2 separate regions of the Sus scrofa genome follow, and region 2 is linked to region 1. The links are chromatin contacts, called in public Hi-C maps. All regions are on one chromosome and are shown on one strand. The core of a region is the stretch at or near the end of the contact, and the rest is flanking DNA. Distances in the headings are between cores, read along the strand shown. Region 1 holds the start of DPT (dermatopontin). Region 2 holds the start of LOC106510102.

Region 1 (6,757 bases), core at 2,246-4,745:
AATATAACCTAGTTGAAAATGCATAGTAAACTGTACAGAGGATAAACTTAGGCATTCTTTTTTGGGGGGGCTGCACCTGCAGCATATGGAAGTTCCCGAGCTAGGGGTCAAATCAGAGCTGCGGCTGCCAGCCTATGCCACAGCCATGGTGGCAACACTAGATCCTTAACCCCCTAAGCAAGGCCAGAGATCAAACCTGCAACCTCATGGACACTATGTCAAGTTCTTAACCCATTAAGCCACAGTGGGAACTCTAACTTAAATATTCTTAATTTTTTTTTTTTTTTTGTCTTTTTGCTATTTCTTGGGCCGCTCCCGCGGCGTATGGAGATTCCCAGGCTAGGGGTCCAATCAGAGCTGTAGCCACCGGCCTACACCAGGGCCACAGCAACACGGGATCCGAGCCATGTCTGCAACTACACCACAGCTCACAGCAACGCCAGATCGTTAACCCACTGAGCAAGGCCAGGAACCGAACCCGCAACCTCATGGTTCCTAGTCGGATTCGCCAACCACTGCGCCACAACGGGAACTCCTTAAATATTCTTAATGTCTGCTCAGGGGAACCATTCTCTGTGAGGCCTCTAGCAATTGGCTCCAAGTTCTCAGCAGTTTATGGAATCTCAGACATTTCATGAGTTAGGATGTTTTCGACTGTAAGTAATAGGAATCTATACCTAATCTAACCTAATCTATAAAGATGTTTACTCATGTACGTTACAGGGAGTCTGTAATCTATGGTAGCTGTAATCTGTAAAATAAGAGAGGTCTGCAGAGAACAGGGAACAGGCAGGGCCTGGAAATTGTTGGGAAATGAATGCATGATAAAGATGAGTGCTTACGATGACTTGTTTCTTGGAGCTCTTTAAGGTTTAAGATTACTGGTAAATCCTACCCAGAATGCAGGATATAACTCATGAGCATTAGGATGACACATTTTAAAACCTCTAGGAGTTCCCCAGTAGCCTAGCAGTTAAGGATTCAGTGTTGTAATTGCTGTGGCTAGCGTTCAAACCCTGGCCCTGGTAACTTCTGCATGCCAAGGGTGCAGCCAAAAAAATACCCAAAACTCTCTATAGCAGTGGTTATCAATCTTGACCGTACATGCAAATCATACAGGAAAGTTTTCAAGGCTACTATTTTCTGGACTCAGCTCAAAAGCTTCTTATGGGTCTGGGGTGAGGCTCAGACACTGGCATTTTTCAAAAGTTTCCCCAGGTAATTTTTAAGTGCTGACAGGACTAAACTCATTACATATTTGAAAGCCAAGCACTGTGTCTAGGTATAGTTCCAGCATATCATAAATCCAAGTGGTCACCCTGAACTTGGAGCACTCCAGTTGCCAACACTAGGGAGTTACTTGTGGATAGAAGTGATAGGAGAAGGTGGTACTAAAACAAAACTGGGATTCATATGCCTATTCAGTCCCGAGTTTCCCCTCCCTTTGATAACTACATCACCAGAGCTAATTACATGCCCAGTGCGTGCACACACACCACACACACACACCACACCACTTATTTGCTTTCCTCCTATGTGTAACTTTCTCCTTCAAGGTTACCTTAATCTAACCTGAATGCCATCTGTTAAATGTGCTATACATTGGGCAAGGAGTAGGACTTAGAGTGTGATTCACCCCTCTTCCCTGGTCCCATATTCCTTTAAGAAAGTGGATCTTAAACTTTGATATGAATAAGAATCACCTTGAAGAATTTTTAATGCAGATACCTGGGTACCAGGTTATGATTTTAGTAGGACTGGAGTAAAGTTCAGGAATCTGCATTTTAATCATCCTCACAAGTGCTTAAGAGATAATTGGTCTTCAACCATCAATTTTAAGAAACTTTCTTAAGGACGGCCCTGGTGAAAAATGGTAAATACTATCCACTAAGGAGATGCCCAGAGGGCTCAAGAGATTTAAACAGTTAAATCTCCAAAGAAGACAGATGGAGGGCCAATAAACACATGAAAAGATGCTGAAAATCATTAGTCATTAGGGGAATGCAAATCAAAACCTCACTGAAATACCGCTGGGAATCTATTAACCTATTAAAATGGCTACAATAAAAGTAACAGCAATTTTCTGGGAGGGATCCACAATGGTTCGGCATTTTAGATATCAGGTAATTTCTTACAAGATTAAAAATACACTTACCTTAAGATCTGGCACCCTCACTCCTAAGTATTTGACCAAATGAAATAAAAATTTGTTTGTACAAAAACTTGTTCATGGATATTTATAGCAGTTTTATTCATAATTCCTAAAAACTGGAGAAAAATCAAATGTCTTTCAAAGGTATAAGCTGCCTGTAGGACAGCCATACCATAGAAGACCACTCAAAAGTGAAAAGGAATAAACTACTGACACACAGTGATATGCATGGATCTCGGAAGCATTATTCCTAGTGAAAGTAGACAAAAAACTGCATATTGTGTGATTCCACCTACTTGACATCCTGAAAAAAGGCATAGTGATAGTGACAGAAAGTAGATTGAAGGTTATCAGGGGCGGGGTCTTGGGGAGGATTTGACTACCAAAGCATAACGGGGTTGGAGGCTTTCTGGAACTGTTCTATGTCTTGATGGTGCTGGCTAAATGACTGTATGCTGAACATTGGAAAAGATGCATTTATTATATGTAAATTATATGTCATTCCAAAGAAAACTTAACCTGGAGGGGGAAAAAAACCAAAGGATAAAAAGTGGCTTTATTCAGTTCTCTTGCAGCACAGGGGTTAAGGGTCCAGCGTTGTCACTGCAGTGGCATGGGGCCCTTCTGTGGCACAGATTGGATCCCTGGCCAGGGAACTTCCACATGCCTCAGGCATGGCCAAAAAAAGAAAAGAAAAAAAAAAAAGGCAGCTTTATTCAGATTAAACTCATTACATATTTGAGAGCCAAGCACAGTTTCTAGGTATAGCTAGGTCTAATTTCAGCAGCTCAGAAGGATGCTTAAGTGTAGAGATAATGCCCAACTTGTCTCCCCATGGACTCTCACATAGTACTTCCATATGTGACTGAATACTCAGAGTAGCCTACAAATGTGGCTTTAACTGGTAGTTAAAAGATGTGAGGCTAAGAACTTAAAAGAAATCAGGCATCCAGCCTTGCAGTACTTTAAATGATTCTGTCCCTTCATCCTATTATTTTGGTGTTTTGAAATCACTTTAATCACGTTCTGCATGTGTGTGGTCCTTCAAAGCTGGTTTGGAGAATAAATGCAGGGGGTTGATAGCAGCAATAGAGTGGAGCATAAAGAGGTAAGGTACTGAGAGATGAGGAATAAATACACTGCTTTTTTTTCAGGTGAATAGTTCTAAGGAGTGTGAAGCCATTTGCTTTTAAAATCTATCTGCTGAGTTGTTCCTTCTCTAGAGAGTTTCTCCCATTTACAGCTTTCCTAGAATTCCACCTTAAAACAAACTGAATGTACTTATGGCCAGGATCTCTGCGCCGAAAACTTTTGCTTAAACGATGACACACTGCAGTTGGAGCCTGCTCACCCACATCTGGAAGCCACATGTCAGCAGCAGCTGTATAAAACAGGCAGCCCAGCAGACATAGGGTCATATTTTTTGCCAGAATTCCAGGCAGCATGGACCTCACTCTTCTGTGGGTGCTTCTGCCACTGGTCACCGTGGCCTGGGGACAGTACGGTGACTACGGGTACCCATACCAGCAGTACCACGACTATAGCGACGACGGGTGGGTGAATCTGAACCGGCAGGGCTTCAGCTACCAGTGTCCCCATGGGCAGGTGGTGGTGGCTGTGAGGAGCATCTTCAACAAGAAGGAAGGATCTGACAGACAGTGGAACTACGCCTGCATGCCCACGCCGCAGAGCCTCGGGGAGCCTTCGGAGTGCTGGTGGGAGGAGATCAACAGGGCTGGAATGGAATGGTAAGAGCCAGAGGGCGGCAGACGGCTGGGAACATGACAGCCCTCCTCCTGGGGGCTGCTTGACCCTCAGGGAAGAGCGCGCACTAAGGATTGGGCAAGTCCTACCAGGAACCTTCCCCTTGCGTGCTCTGGGTGAGGCAGGACTGCGATTGAGCTGATGGCCCTACAAGACAAAAACCCAGGATGGGGAGTGTCCATGGCAGACAGACTCCCCTGTGGTTCTGTCCCTTCTAGAAGCAGCCCCACTCTCAATTCGGTCCACGGACTACTGTGGGTCTGGGAAATGTTCTCCCAGTCTGCCAAAAGATAAGTGTAGAAATGGAAAGTATTTAAGAAACTTTGAAGCAACTTAACATTGCTGTGATGTCCAAATGGCATTTAAGTTTGGTAGTCATTTATTTTGACTCTTTAACAAAAGTATCAGTACCCAACTGTTTGGGGATAGTAAACAATGAGACCCTTACCACAGACAGTTTGAGAAGTCCTGATTTAGAGCAAGTAAATTGGGGCAGAGGGGTCAAAGAAATGTAGGCAAAGAGAAATGAAATTAAATGTTTCTCTGCTGCCTGATTAAATGTGCTCTCTCAGTTTTAAGTACCATGGTCCTTCTCTCTGTCTGAATTTGTAATGGGCTTTATTTCTAGGAAATAGTTTATTTACTAAAGTCTTTGGGGAGAGAAGTACTAATCTTACCTGACTAGGTTCTGCTGTGGTTAATGACATAGGAATGGCCTGAGTCTGTGTCTTTGCTGTGGGGTATCACTGGCTCACCCTTGATCTTGATCAGAACTCATCCCAGGAGGTATGGACTTTGAGGCCAGTTAGTCACTGCAGCCTAGATGGAGGCAGGACTGCTGGGTGAGTTGGCAGAGAGGGTGGAGGCAAATACTGGGGGAGCCTGGCTGGGGGAGGAGGAAGCCGGGCTTGCAGGCTGCCACTGTGGTAATTGTTGAGAGAAGACTGAAGAGTCCCATCAGTGGTACAGTGGTACAGTGGGGGTCAGAGCACAAAATTCTGTGGGTCACAGAGCAATGATGGAAATCAAGACAAAAAGACTGATGGGTGGGAGAGCCAGGCAACAGAGTAATAAAAACAGCTGCCATTGATTGAGTGCTTACCCTGAGCAAGCACTGTGCTGAATGCTTTATATGGATTATCTCATTTAATGATCAAAACAAATCTGTAAGTCATTTTATAGGTAGACAGGCTACAGTCTAGAGACCAGGGCTTTCCTCTTCTGGAAAGTAGTAGAGCCAGGATTTGGATTCAGCGAGCCTCAATACCAAAGCATTTCAGTTCTTAGTCATGGTAACAGGCTACTTGAGAGTTTGCTGCCTCTGCGCAGTGGGGGCTTGGTCAGCATAGCCAGGGCCACACTTCTGGACTCAGGGAAGTTCTTCATACTGGGGAGGGCAGGAATCTGCAAGATCAGAACAGGAGCTAGGTCTGGAGGGATGGAACCAGCTTGATTACCACCAAGATTGAGGAGGGGTGCAGCCAGCCTGTACAAGGAATGCAGAGAGGGTCATGGGCAGCTATAGGCAGGGGCCCCTTTGTTGCGCTTTACTCATCCATGCCCACTGCCCCTAAAGAGCAGATTTAATTATCCCAAACCCCTTCTGACGGATGGCTGACTCACAGCCCAGCCTCCCGTCAATGACTGACAGTTTCCAGTGGCTCCCCATAGTCAGGCCCACTGCCTGGCACAGAGCATGGGAATGACCTAATTACAATGGTCTGTCTAGTCCTCCCATTTAGGGCACGATTATATGGGTGGGGCCCCTTTCTGATGCCCCCTTTTGAGCCACAGCAAAATAGTACCCAGATGATTTCTTAGACCCAAGGGAAGAGCCCTGGGCTCTGAGTCAGGAAGCCTGAATTTAGATCCTAGTTCTAAAAGACAACTTGCCGGGTGACCTTGGACCATGGGTTCAGCTCTCTAGTCTCCTGCCACATTCGGGAAAATGAATGGTCAGACTGCATGATCCTGGAAGGCTCCAGGGCTCCAATACTCTATGCTTTGTTTGGCCCTGAAAATACAGCTGGATTTTTCTTGTATTCTGTTGATGCTTGTGTTTATCTCTGCTAGGCAGAGAAGGCAAATTATGTTTCATTGAAAACTTGCCAACGTGTGACTGGTTTGTCATTAACTCTCAAACTATTTGAAGGGAAGCAAGAGAGGGAGTGGAAATTATATGATTTTATCTGGCCATTGGGAGTCAAACAAGAAGCTGACAGGCAAGATCTCTCTCTTTTCCACCTCTTCTTCCTCCACATTTTTGAGTATGAAGAGTCAAATGATTTTTTTACTTTCACCTTTCCACCCTCTGTTGCCTCCTTCTCCTGCTCCATTAATCACAGAGTAAAAAATGTACAAACGTGAAAAACAGTAGGACTCAGCTGCCCCAGGACTGAAACCAATTACCCCAGAGGTTTTTTTTTTTTTTTTTTTAGATGATTATTGCTTTGAGTTTAGACTCCAGTCTCAGTGAAAAATCTGGAAGGAGAGAAATTGCTCATAAACTAGGGAGCAATTAAACCTCCCCTTTGGCTTCAGGCATTTAGTCTGTTACAGGAGAAGAGTAGATAATTTTGTGCAGTTTGACTGCCTTGTGTAAGTACATTAGTTTGCAAGTTTATTTTATTTATTTATTTATCTGTTTTGGGGGGCACACCCAAGGCAGATGGAGGTTCCCAGGCTAGGGGTCAAATCGGAGCTGTAGCTGCTGGCCAACACCACGGCCACAGTAACACCAGATTCGAGCTGCATCTGTGACCTACACCACAGCTCATGGCAATGCCGGATCCTTAACCCACTGAGCAAGGCCAGGGATCAAACCTGCGTCCTCATGGATGC
Region 2 (6,513 bases), core at 168-2,667, 100 kb after region 1:
ACATGCAGTGAATTCATCTTCTCCTTTAAGGAGGCTCCAGGCAGCAAGGCAAGCGAAATGCTACTAGAGGTCCTCCCCACACCCTTCCCCCGACCCCAGCTGTCAAATAGTCACGCCCTAAAACAAATCCAGCAGCAACAAATACCCTGTGACAAGTCGGAAAGGCGGCCAGATCTAAGCCTGCACAGAGAACTCCGTCCTAAGAAATTAAGAACACGTGGGAAGGGGGCACCTGAGCAAGTGCTTTAACCTCTCTGCTAGCGCCAACGCTTCATCTAATCTGCTGGGACAACCTGCCAGCCACAGTGAGCCGGCTAAAGCCAGCCAAAGTCATCAGACCTACTTTGCCAAGAGAAATGAAGGACAAACTGATTCGTGCTGAATCTTCCCAATTACTACCTAGACTGATTGACAATGTAGGTAATTGCTCCCTGCTTGGCTTGATTAGAATGTTCTATTCTGAAAACATTAAAAAAAATTTTCCCTGGGGCCATGGATAGTCCTAATTTCCTGCTGGCAAGAGCCAGTAGCACCAACATCTCCTCATCTCATCTCCAACAAGCCACAGCTACTCTCTTCTACTCCTAGGAGTCCCTCAAGTCTCCCACCAGGAAGCCCAGGACCTAAAAAAGTCTGTCCTCTACCTTCACAGGGACTCTCCTTGTCCCATAGAGTGAAAGGCCATCAAGCCCAGTTCACCAATCCATCTGCTGTGGTTAGAGGTAGACAGAGCCATAGAATATCTTTCTCGTGAGAACAAAGCATTTTGCAGGGTGTGATTTATCACCCTCAGAAGCAGGAAGAGGGAACTCCTTCCCATCAACATCATCTTGCCTGAGCTGGGCAATCCATGAAAGCCCCCTCTCCCTCTGTCCCCAATTATCACATGGGACTCCTATTGGCTATTAACAACTGTGCTCACAGGATCAACTTTGCAAAAATTAGTCCTAAATATTAGAATGGAAGAGGTATGGATTCCAGCTGGGGAGTGGGGGGAACTGATGCAGAAAATCAGGGCCATGGTAGGATGACCAACTACCCCAGTTTGTCCTGGGTTAAAGGGCAGACACAGGACTTTCAGCTGGGAAAGTCCCAGATAGTCTGGGACAAATCAGTCACCCAAGTTAGGGATAAAGAAGACTTTTTCTTGGAAACTTGAGTTCTGAACTAAAAGGAATTGTTTTCCTTTCCAAAGCATACAAGAGAGTGTTTGCTCCCTGAAGAGTGACAAGGAAGAGGACCTCTTCTCATGAACATTTTAGAAATTTGATAAACAGAAATTTGATTGAGAGCGTAAAGAGAACAGAGTCCTGGGAGAAGGTATTAAGAAATCTAATGGGCTAATAATGTTCGGGACATTTAATCTTCAGCTATGCCTTGTTTATGCCAGTTGGAGTGGCATAAGCCATAAAAAAGATTCCCTATCCATGATGGCAGGATGGCATCCCCCACTCCACCTCTAGCTGTACTCACTGCATCCCTCCCCCAACTTAAACCTAGAATAGTAACAGCAGTCTTCTGCATGGCATTTTTCAGGCATTGCATGTGGGTCTCTTGGAAGCAGGCAGCTGCAGCATAATGGAAAGGGGCTCAACCTAGAAGTCAGGACACCTGAGTTCTATTTTGCTCCTAGTCCTCTCTGACTCAATGACCTTGGGCAAGCACTTAACCTTCTCTCAACTATAAAAAGGAGAAAACATCCCTATTCCTGCATCTCCCTCCACTGTAGTGAGGATCAAATGAGGTGACATGGGCTCTCAGTGAACCTAAAAGAATTAGACCTTGATCAACAATTCCCAGTATGTCTTAAACATTCCAGGTTCACCCAATCTTTGCTGCAGCTTTGGGGAACCTCAGATCCATTCTATTTGGGGATTTTGGGTACATCATCTTTTTGGGCATCTTCTGGAGGTTTAAGTTAAATCTCTTTCCAGGCATGTTTTGACTGAAATTACCCTCTTTTAACAATTCTCCATTCAGATGGTCAGATCTTTAAAGTTAGGGGCCGTACGGAGGTCAGTCATAACCAGAGCCTAAAAGCCTAGGGCAACAACTGAGGTTGAGAAGGTCAGCTGACCCTGGAAGAATCCTCAGGGTTTGAATACCTAAGAGACCATCACTTGAAGACACTTGGTATGAGAATTAACTCTGCAACTTTCTACAAAATCACTCTAAGCACCCAGTTTATTATCAATAAACTGAATGTTTATTGTGGAGCAAGGGGGATGGAGGAAATGGTAAATATTCTGCCATCTTCATGGGACTGTGAGAATTAAATATTATGTCAATATTTGGTAAACTATAAAATGTAATACCATTTAAATGTGAAAGACCAAAGCAATGAACTTTTAAAATTGTGGTAAAATAAATATTTAAAAGTATATAATTTTAACCATTTTAGGTGTTCAATTCAGTGGCATTAATTACATTCACGATATCATGTAATGGTTACCACTATCTTTTTTCATAAATTTTTCATCACCCCAAACACAAACTTTGTACTCATTAAGGCAACAACTCCCCCTTCCCACATCCCTTCAGCCCCTGTTAACCTCTAAACTACTTTCTGGCTCTGTGAATATTTCTATTCTAGATATTTAATATAAATGAAATCATCCAATATCTGTCCTATTGCGCCTGGCTTATTTCACTTAACACATCATGATGTAGCATGTATCAGAATGTCATTCCTTTTTATGGTTGAATAATATTCCATTGTATTATATACATTTCATTTATCCATTCAATTGTTGCTGAATAATTGAGCTGTTTTAATTTTTTACCTATTATGAATAATGCTGTAGTGAGCATTGACATACAAATATCTGAACACTTGAGCTGTTTTAATTTTTCACCTATTATGAATAATGCTGCAGTGATCATTGACATACAAATATCTGTGTGGATACTTGTTTTCACTTCTTTCACAGAATATCATTGCTGGGTGATAGGGTAATTCTATGCTTAGCTCTTTGAGGAACCAACAAACTTTTCCACAGGGGCTGCTCCATTGTACATTCTCACCAGCAATATATGAGGGTTTCAATTTCTCCACATTCTTGCAAACACTTGTTATTTTCTGGGCGGGTGTTTTTGTTGTGTTTGTTATATCCTTTCTAATAGATGTGAAGTGGTATATAGAATTTTCAAGATGCAATCTTCAGACAAAAGCTATCTATCAATATATGTATATGAATTAAATATCAGCTATACACAAATTGCTTCATTTAGAAAGTATTTCTTGAGTAGAGTACACTGTGTGTATATATGGCTCAGAAGAGGGCTAAAAAAGCTGGAAATAAAGATGGACTCAAAATTAAACAGAGACCTTTGGCCCAACTAATTGGGCAGCAGAAGTGGTTATGGATGATAAGAAAGGACTCAGGACTTCTGGGATCCATTGTTTAAGCTAATCCTGTTCTTCATTTAAATCATTAATCCGTAAAATCTGTATCACAGTCATTATTTGAACAGTAATTTATGAAACAATTTTTTTTTTGGCTGTTGGGCACTTGATGAGATGCACAAGATATATACAATACCATGTCGAAGTCCCATCTCTGTAAATTTCTCTGATGTATATCTTTCCATTAAAGCTCTTTGTCCTGCCCAAATTAGATTTTTCATATAGATAATGGAAGCTATATGCATTGTACCTTGAGATGCATATCAAAAAAAACTGCTGTCTCCTCTCTTAGCTTTTTTCTTTGCTTCCAGATGTTTTTGTACATTTTCATTTTTCTTTTTTCAAGGAAAGGATATGAAGCATTCTTCTAGGTTCACAACTCACCCGCTGCATTTGAATTTTCATTCTCAGATCAGTTAATGGACAGAGAGGCTGAGCAAAGCACGAGAAGTTTTGGCTGTTTGAAGCCCAAAACAAATTTGAAGTATATCTCTGAAACTATAATCCCCATCAAAGGAAAAGTAGACTGTAATTAAAGGAAAGAACAGCAATAGGCTATTATCTTATCCACAGCATTGTTTTCTATGTAAAGAAGGAACACAGGCATTCCAGGAAATAAGTATATTGTGAGTCATTTAAGAACAAACATCATATATTATACTTAATATGCCTCTGGGAGAGGAACATCTATTTGTTCCTTTGTATCTGTTCTTTACTTAACTCCTCCGATTTTTAGCTGGAAAATGCTCACCTGGAAAAAAGACTGCATTTCCCACCCTTCCTTGGAGCTGAACCTCTCTCTGTGACTAACTGCTGGGCAATAAGCTGTAAGAAGTGATGTGTACAATTTCTGCAAAGTGTTTTCAGAAAAGAAGAAACATGACTTTCTTTCCTTTTCTCCTTCCTACTAATAGAATGTGGATGCAAACTTGGGGATGGATCAATGGATCTCATACCAGCCTTTAACTCTATCTAGCTTAAATCACTGTATTTTGGATTTTTGCTCACTCACAGCTTAGCCAACTCCTGAGCAATACAACCCTACAACCTCTGGAAGAATACTTTGCATTCAATCAACAGTTACAATTCCCACTGTTCCAATTCCCAATTGTCACAATTCCCACTGACTAAACAAATATGTTGGGGGTGTTACTTCCTCATATTTTTGGAAGATTTGGTGTTTGGGAGTCTGAACGATATACATGAGAGAAAAGATTGAGTAATAATTCACTTAATATAATGAGCAAAGCATCCTGGAGGAAATGATATAGATAAAGACATAGACATAGATATATAGATATAAATATATTCTATACTTCACATATATAAAATATGGACAAATACCTATTTAGATAATAGATAGATACATACATAAATAGATACATAGATACATAGCTATAGATAAATAAAATACCACCAGCAGAAGATGCAAGGAGTCAGGGTTCAAGTAGAGGTCTTGTTACTGGCTGGTAGAAGTATAAATTAGTAAAACTTCTTAGAAGCAATGTGCCAACAATTTGTATCACAACCTTAAAAATGTTTATTCTTTCTAATACAATATGCAAATTTAATAAACAGAGACCTCAGTTAAATTGTGTTGGGAGACCAGAAGGGGGAGCTCTCATGTCCTGCAAGCATAGCAGAGGCCAACAAGAAAAAGACTCCTCTTTCTTTCCTGGCAAGGACTCGACCAATGACTACTATAGCACTCCCAACTTCCTTTCCCTCTCTATAAAAGCATTCTCCTTGCCTTGCTGGGTACTTGCACATGGCTTGCCATGATTGTAGACCCTGAGCTGCAATTCTTTGCTGATCTCAGATAAACTCATCTTTGCTGGAGGACCATCTGGTAATCTATTTGTTTCCCATCAACTGCATGAATTCCATTTTTAGGAGTCTACTCTAAGGAAAGACACTGGACAAAGAGTGATGTCCAAAATTTTCATCATAGCACTAATATGAAGAAAATTTCTGAACCTAAGTGTTCAGACAATAAATACATGTGTCATGAAATGTCAGAGTTGGCAATTAACTGGTGTCCTTTTGCATAAGTTGATTTTCACTGAGGAGAGAGCTTCTGAGAGGGAAGTTCGGCTTGTACACTGAGGGATAGAGTGGGGTGAGTGATAGAGCAGGCGGGGGGAGTCTGCCTCCAACTCAGGCACATAGGTCAGTTCACCCACAACGGAAAAAGGATTACCCAACACAAGCCAATGAAGTTGTTTCTCTGAGACAGAGAGGTCTGAAAACTCTATCTGGTACTCAGGAAAGTAGTGGAGGACTCAGCACAGAAGCATCATCACTCAGGTGAAAACCTTGGTTCAAAATTGAAAACCTTAGTTGGGCCTGGAGGCATGCTTTGGTAACCCGAGGGTGTGCAGCTGTGGGAGGATGAGGTGACCTAGTTTGGGGAGATGCACCCGCTGCAGTGGTGGTGGGGATGTGCTGCCCTCCAGTGGCTGTGCAGGCTGCAAGCACAGCAAGGGGCCAGGGGTGGAAGACACGAAGGACCATTTTTTGAGCTCACTAGAGCTCCCAGAGAAAACTGAAATGGGGGGTGTGGTTAAGATGTGCATAGTTGGGGACAAAAGCCGGTGAAATCTGAGTTGCCGCAGTCTCATAGGCCAGGGAATTAACATAAATGTACCATGATGGGGAAAATTAACTAAAGTCTGGTTTGTCTGTAACCTGTGGGTCCCAGATTGCCTATGCATCTCTGTATCTTCCCTGTCCTTCTAAGCTTTCCTCTGCACCACAGGCGCTGAAAGCCTGGAAACTGTATTTGGCAGACTTCCTTGGCAGCAGGTGACTATGTGGATATCTCCAGGGGTGGCACCTTCCAAGGTTTGCAAGGCAAGAGGAAAGGATGGGCCATTGTTTCTGGCAGGAACTCTAGGTTTGTGTGGGCATCAGCAAATGGCTGATGTGGGTTTTCGCCAACAGCTCTCAGCTGCTGAGCTTAGCAATAGTGGCATCACTGCCTTATTGATGTTTCTAGATCTAAGGCCTTCCTGACCATGCCTCTGCCCCGGTAGGTGGGGTATACAAGGTGTTTGAAGCTTACATTCCCTGTATTAACCCCATTGAGTCAGGGCAAACTTCTGGGG

Evidence for each region. Hi-C and Micro-C count contacts between places; a contact is called where the count stands out from the background.
Region 2: a Hi-C map of fetal heart ventricle shows a contact between it and region 1, with 1.8 times the contacts expected there. The contact joins the promoter of LOC106510102 here to the promoter of DPT in region 1. A contact is called at or near these places in 3 of 47 Hi-C or Micro-C datasets (embryonic fibroblasts, fetal heart ventricle and heart right ventricle) and 1 of 2 datasets of contacts at active chromatin or transcription factors (skeletal muscle).

What each region holds. Positions count from the first base shown.
Region 1 is chr4:82,284,162-82,290,918 of Sscrofa11.1, forward strand. DPT (dermatopontin) reads left to right here and starts at 3,496. Exons shown (of 4, transcript XM_003125649.5): 1 at 3,496-3,900. The coding sequence starts at 3,596.
Region 2 is chr4:82,385,964-82,392,476 of Sscrofa11.1, forward strand. It overlaps LOC106510102, which reads right to left and starts at 1,418. Exons shown (of 9, transcript XR_002343354.1): 1 at 1-1,418.